Linked DNA regions of Mus musculus: region 2 is linked to region 1. A link is a contact called in public promoter capture Hi-C data. All regions are on one chromosome and are shown on one strand. The core of a region is the stretch at or near the end of the contact, and the rest is flanking DNA. Distances in the headings are between cores, read along the strand shown. Region 1 has its middle 12 kb from the start of Gm31701. Region 2 overlaps Bfsp2 (beaded filament structural protein 2, phakinin).

Evidence for each region. Promoter capture Hi-C pulls out the DNA fragments that hold promoters and counts their contacts.
Region 2: a contact with region 1 is called in a promoter capture Hi-C map of liver, with 2.4 times the contacts expected there. The contact joins two enhancer-like sites. A contact is called at or near these places in 3 of 39 promoter capture datasets (liver, stem cell-derived epiblast-like cells and trophoblast stem cells), 1 of 484 Hi-C or Micro-C datasets (the HPC-7 cell line) and 1 of 115 datasets of contacts at active chromatin or transcription factors (bone marrow-derived macrophages).

Annotation. Positions count from the first base shown.
Region 1 is chr9:103,247,055-103,250,300 of GRCm38.p6, reverse strand. No RefSeq gene overlaps it. Among named protein-coding and RNA genes, the nearest start is that of Gm31701, 12 kb to the left of the region's middle. Within about 2 kb of position 1,565, at least 3 of the 459 cell types and tissues checked have an H3K27ac peak or open chromatin away from gene starts, as enhancers often do. A contact at or near this core is called in liver, where this site is marked.
Region 2 is chr9:103,474,500-103,477,745 of GRCm38.p6, reverse strand. The region is part of intron 1 of Bfsp2 (beaded filament structural protein 2, phakinin); the gene reads left to right. The region is part of intron 2 of Gm16252 (a long non-coding RNA gene); the gene reads right to left. Among named protein-coding and RNA genes, the nearest start is that of Gm16252, 4.1 kb to the right of the region's middle. Within about 2 kb of position 1,750, at least 9 of the 459 cell types and tissues checked have an H3K27ac peak or open chromatin away from gene starts, as enhancers often do. A contact at or near this core is called in liver, where this site is marked.

The sequences.
Region 1 (3,246 bases), core at 316-2,815:
TACATCCACAAATAAATAAGTGTAAAATTATACCTTTGGAAGATTATCCCTTGGGTTGATGCTTAGTTTGAAGTTTGGACTCCCAACACTCGAGTGAAACCTGATTGTGGCTGTATATTTCTGTAACCTGAATGCTGAAAGCAGAGATGGTGGAACCCAGCTGGTCATCTGGCAGAGCTGCAACAGTCAACTTCAGGTTCCTCAAGAGACCCTCTCTCAAAAAATACAGGGGAGAGTGATGGAAAAAGATACCTGGTGTCAAACTACAGACTCCATATGCGTATACATGTGAGTGTACATGCATTGCACACACACACTTACACACACATACACACACACACTTTCAAAATAAAAATAATGTACTCCTAAAATAATTATACCAGGTTAGTTTGACTTGTCTCCTTATAATCTGATTATTTTACACAAGAGATAACTAATTCAATTATAGTTTGAGCAAAAAAAAAAAATCTGCCTAAATACCATCCAAGCAATAATATAAGAACACACAGACACACACAATCGCATCAATGCTCAATAGAAATGACTCACATAATAACAAGAAAGGACAAGGGATGATTTTGTGTATTTTTTAAGCATGGTTTGGGGGTCAGGAAGGTGGTTCAGTTGGGAAAGTGTTTGCAGTACAAGCACAGGAGCCTGAGGTTGGATCCCAGCACCCACGGAGAAGGCTAGGTATAGTGATGTGCACTAGTAATCCTAAGGCTGGGGAAGCAAAGATGGGAGGATCCCCAGGGTTCCTGGGTGGCCAGGCCAAATGCCTTTTAGGTTTGAGAGACCCTGTCTCAAAAACGAAGGTGGAGAGCAGTAGAGAACAGTATTCAACATTCACCTCCAGTTTACCTCCAGCCTCCATATGCACGCATGTGTGTGGTGTGTGTGTGTGTGTGTGCATGTGTGTCTATTCACATGCACCCTGACCTGACACATAGAAATACAGTAAAACAAATTATGTTTTGACACTTGAAATTAATGTCAAAGACAATCAAAGTCTTAGTTAATGTTTCCTGAAAAATATCAAAATCACTGCCAACAGTGTATCTTACTGCATCTGCAGGATGCTTTCTGAAAATGTGACAAGTTCCTTATCAGAGATTTCGAGGTTGCTGGTTAGTAGCAGGATGTCAGCTTTCGACAGCCTCTTAGCAAGCATAGATTGAGAGCCAAGACATGTTGTTAAAAGTCAGACTCACTTGGGTGAATGAATGCGTGCCTGGGGCAGGGCATACCCTCCTTCCACAAACAGCTAAAAATCTGAGGGAACGTATGAAACAGCTCTCTGTGGACATTGAACAATGACAGTGAGGGACTAGCGTCCACGGAGGAAGGGAAAGAAGAGGTGAGAAGATGATGACTGGACTTCTGCCAGTCTGAAGTTTCTAGAAACAAAGATAGTGATCTGAGGTCAATGTGACTGGGATCAAGTGCCAAAAAGGATGGGACTTTGCCAGGAAACTCTCCAGGATCCGCATGCCAGTGTCCTTGATGTACCTACACTGGTGTAGCCTGAGATCAAAAGCCACAAGAGGGGTAGAGGGTAACAGAGAGACTTAAACCCCACACAGCTGCCAGGGCTTAAGGTCATCAATCATGCAAGCTTCTAGCAACCAGAGCAAAGAGCCCTCGCTCAACACAAAGGGTTTTCACTACAGGGTGTGCCTTGGATGTGGGGTTAAATGGCCATTGAGAGGGCAAGACAGACGGCTTAGCAGTTAAAAGTACTCAGTGCTCTTGCAGAGGACTTGGGTTCAGTTCCCAGAACCTACTTCAGGCAGCTTACAAGCACCTGTAATTCCAGTTCCTCAGGATCCAACACCCTCTAGCCTCTGCAGGTCCCTGCACACATATGGTGAACATAAACCCACAGAGACACAGGCACATACACACGAACATTTTAAATGGCCATTGATTGGAGGTTACTCCTTCCAGCCTCCAGTGGAGCTGGCACTGCCCTGAAAGGACCCCACTGGTCTGTGGGCATCTTAACTATGCTCCAACACAAGATCCAAGACCATGAGGCCAAGGCAACCAAAATTTAAGTACTTGCCAGGGCAACTCACCTAGTTGCATCTTAACTAAAAAAATCTTCAGATATGCAAGGAATCATTGAACTGTTAAAAAGTCAGGAGCGAGGTCTACCAACCAAAGCACGTTTAAAACCCAGAGATGAGGGAATTCAAACAATAACCTTTTTAAAAGATTTAATTTCAAAAGAATTTAAAAATTACGTGTCACATGTGTGAGTGGGAGTGGGCTTGCACGAGTGAATGCAGTGCCCACAGAGACGAGGAGGAGATCAGCAGACATCCTGGACCTGGAGTGCAGGCAGTTGTGAGCGTCAGAAGTTGGGTTCTTTGCAAGAGCAGCTCCTGATGAGCCATTGCTCCAGCATGATCTTTTCTTGTTAGACAAAGCAATGAGGGCATTCATGCCTGGTGCTGGAAATCTAGCCAAATACACAAGGCTAGTGAGGTTCTGGTTCTTAGAGAACCTATGACAGCCACTTTAACTAGACCAGCACTACATTCTAAATAATTCTCCATATACCCACATATAGTTCCTCCTCCCCATCAAAGAAGCTTCCTTTTGCAGTGGATAGAGACCACTGCAGGAAGCTACAACTGGTCAACCTGAACAGAACAACTGACTGTGAGGAGCCCATCCCCAGTTGATACAGTTACAACATGACCCCCACACTGAAGGCTTGGGGAACATTGAAGAAGAGAGGGCAAAGACTATAAGAACCAGAGGAAGAACAAGCATCTTTAAGACTATACCTTCCATATGTGTCTTCTATATGACAGGGAAGCTGTACTCGTGAAATGTCAACATTTATGACTGCCTAAGCAGGACCAGGGCAAAGACAACAACTAGATGGCACATTAATGCTGGTGGTGGAAATCTGGGACTTAGCGCCTAGATGAAGAGCTATAGGAAATTAATGGGTACTGAGAGAAGAATTATTCTTCTAGAGAGATGAGTCCCCTAACTTGTTCTCCAATACCAGTGATCAGCCCTAAAGAACATATATACGAGCAACATTAAATGGACTCAGAAGATGGTACTTATATATTTATTCACACACATATATATGCAATAATATTAAGTAAAGGGCCCATGAAAAGAATCTGGGATTTGAAGAGGTTAGAGGGAGGACGGAGAAGCTATGTAAATGAATACAAATGCATAAAATTTAAAAATAAATGTAATGCAAATAAAATATTTAAA
Region 2 (3,246 bases), core at 501-3,000, 230 kb before region 1:
TGGCCTTGGGATGGCTAAATCAGTCTCTAATCCAGCTACAAGTAGCCAAATCCCATTTGCTCCCTGGAGTCAGGCGCACAGGCTAAGAGGAGGTCACGAATCGTCCATGTGTGGTTGGGTGATGCCAACAGAGGCACACATGGAGTCACCCATTTCATCCCATGATGTTTCTTCACTGTTCTCAGCAGCTCTGTCCTGGCTGATGCAGCTGTTCTGCCCACACTCCTCTGAGTTGTGAGGGAGAGCCTCAAACATCCAGGGCCTTACAGCCCTGTACAAGAGGCAGCCATTCATTCCTCTAGGAGTCCCCACAACTATCTTGATTTCAAATATGCATGGCATATTAACCCCTAGAACATCCCATATTTTCCCTCTTAGCAGCATCTGCCGTGCATATGTATCAAGAGGGACCAGGCATCTCAATATCAAGGTCAGAAAGTTCAGCTACAAAAGCTAATGAGCAGATATTGCAAGTGGCTAACAAAAACCCAGTGTGCAGATATTGGGACTGGCTCACAAAAGCTTCTGCAATGCATGAGCCTTAGTTTTTCATCTATAATCTGGCTTTAATAATGTCTACATAATCCAGCAACTCTATAGCCTATAGATTACTATAAAATACTCAACAGAACGGCCATGAAGAACAGACACGACTTCAGCTTCTGCTCCTGGTGGTCAAAATCCAAAATGGCAGCCATTTTCCTCTAAAGTATTTACCAGTGAACTACTAGATAGGAACAGAGACACCCACCCTCCCTCCCTCCCTCCCCATTCTCCCCCTTGATTTTGAGCCTCACTCTGATTCCTCAGCCTTAAAACCACCCAAAGAAGAGGAGAGATTCCCAGGTAGTGGCCTCTGAGATCAAAGAGGACCCTATGGACCCCTGGTGCAGCAGGAGGTGGCTCTCAGGGGTCCAGCAGGAGGTGGCTCTGTGTTTCCCTGCGCTGTGCTTCGGACTTTTCCTATCAAGTGGGCGATGCCAGTAACTGCCTTTGCTAGCGGTATCAGATCCCTTTGTCCTTAACAGCCAAACACAAGCTTGCGCTGAGAGACCTCCCGGTACCCAGCTGCAGATAAAACAGCAGAGGAGCAAGCACCCTGTGTAGTGAATGTCAGCACAAAAGGAGGGAGCTGAGCCAGGGAGAGGGAGAAACTGCCCAGGGAAGAGATGGGGATGTGGCAGGGGGATACTGGGGTCTCCACAGGCATAGGGAAAAAGAAATCAAAATCACTGAAGGGCCAGAGGATCGGGGTTCTTAATGGGCTTGTCATGGACCTATTTTCTCTTCCTTGGAAAGTTGGCCTATCCTCTGGAAATTAGTCTGTTTGGAGAAACTGCTAGAAGCCTGAGGGTGCCATTCAGGTCCCAGTTCTCTCACCATGGAAGCTGTGTTGTCTCTGAAAGAAGGGGAGAGGGGCAGGACAGAACCCTGGGCTGTTTTAATGTCTACAAAAGCCTGAATATATTTTCTGAGGGAAAAAAAATTCCGTTGCTTTTTCCCCCCCTTTTCTTGTTTAATGTGCACGCACTTTATGTGTGTGTGTGTTGTTGTTGTTGTTGTTTATTTGTTGATACAGGGTCCTGGCTAGACTGGCAATTACTTTGTAGCCCAGGCTAGCCTCAAACTTGCAGCAATCCTCCTGTCTCAGCCTCCCAAGTGCCAAGATTATAAACTTGTAATACCTTACTTAGATCGATCCATTTCTGAAATCTAGTTTGGCAATGCAGACTGTGAGGCAGTGACTCTGCCAGCTAACTTTGTAGGACACCACAGTGTGGTTAGACACAGAGAAGCATGTACTGGGGGAAATTCCTAAGGACAGAGATGAATAAAATTGGAATAGTATTTCAGTAGGTCAGGGGAGGGAAGGAGGCACAAGGTCGCTGCTTAGAGGTCGTCACAAATTGTTATCTAAGAGGAGAAACTTCTGGTTTCCTAAGGTTTCTTGCTTTGTATATAGAGTGGAGCTGAAGAGAAGGGCAGCCAAAAGAAAGCACACGAGACAAACTCTGTCACCCAAGCCCTTCTCATCCGTCCCTCTCAGTCACTCTTGAATCTCTTATGACACCTTGCACTATCAGGCTCACGTTGAGCAAGTTGAGCCATGGAATGAAAAGCACACATTGTACAAAGCCTGGGGACTTTGACATCAAGCAGTCCGAAGGTCAAGCTCAGCCCTGCCGTCTGTCTCCGGCAGGACCTTGAACTGGCTTCTACAATGATGTCTGCCTAGCTCAGTTCCTCATAATAATGAGGTGTCTTTGGCCTGATTAGATGTCTCTAATGAGGCTGCTCTAGAGGCCCACTGCAGAGACTGGAACTAGGGAAAAGATGAGGACTGTGCCCGCTACAATGTAGCACTGGTCAGAGACCTGGCCTACGCAGTTCGAAAAGACAGGTGTAAGAATAGAAAAAGAAAAATGTTGGTTCTTTCTAGAAAACCCAGAGAGCTGAATGTAAAATCTTGTTATACAATCTTATTAAATAAGATTTAATTAAATCTCAGGTTATAGAATTTCACTAAAAAATGATAGGCATATATAAGCAACAACAACAACAAACAATGAATGAAATTTTGATTTATCATGCCATAAAATAGATTGCCTGTAAGGAAACCTAAGGAATATCCAAATTTTATAATAATGGCTCAGTGCAGAGCACCTGTCTAGTATGTGCAAGCCCCTGGGTTTAATCCTCAACACCAGAAAAAGGAAAAAAAGAATGTTTTATTACCAGGTGGTGGTGGTGCACACCTTTAATCCCAACATTGGGGAGGCAGAGACAGGCAGATCTCTGAGTCTGAGACTAGCCTGGTCTACAGAGCAAGTTTCAGAACAGCCGGGGCTACACAGAGAAACCCTGTCTCAAAAAAAAAAAAAAAAAAAAAGTTTTATCTTATAAAATACAACAGCTTATTTGGACTCTAGATCCAAGTCAGAGCAGAGGAGCCCACTAAGCCTCACAGAATAAGGAGTATCCAGGGGTCTACCCTATAATAGGAGAAAACGCATCTCAAAGATCTCCTCTCAAAGCAGAAGCCCGGCATCCTTATTTAAGAGCAATGGGAGGAGCCCGGTAATGTGCTGCACTCTCCAGAAGAACTAAATTAAAACTTAATCCAGGCAGCTGGCACAGCTCCGAGGGAAAATGCAGTATGCCTTTCCGGAGGATTATGGAGAGAAGTGGCTGAGACAGGCAGAAAAGTGGCTCAGGGTCCCCAGCGTCCCCTGGGGGAATGAGGCA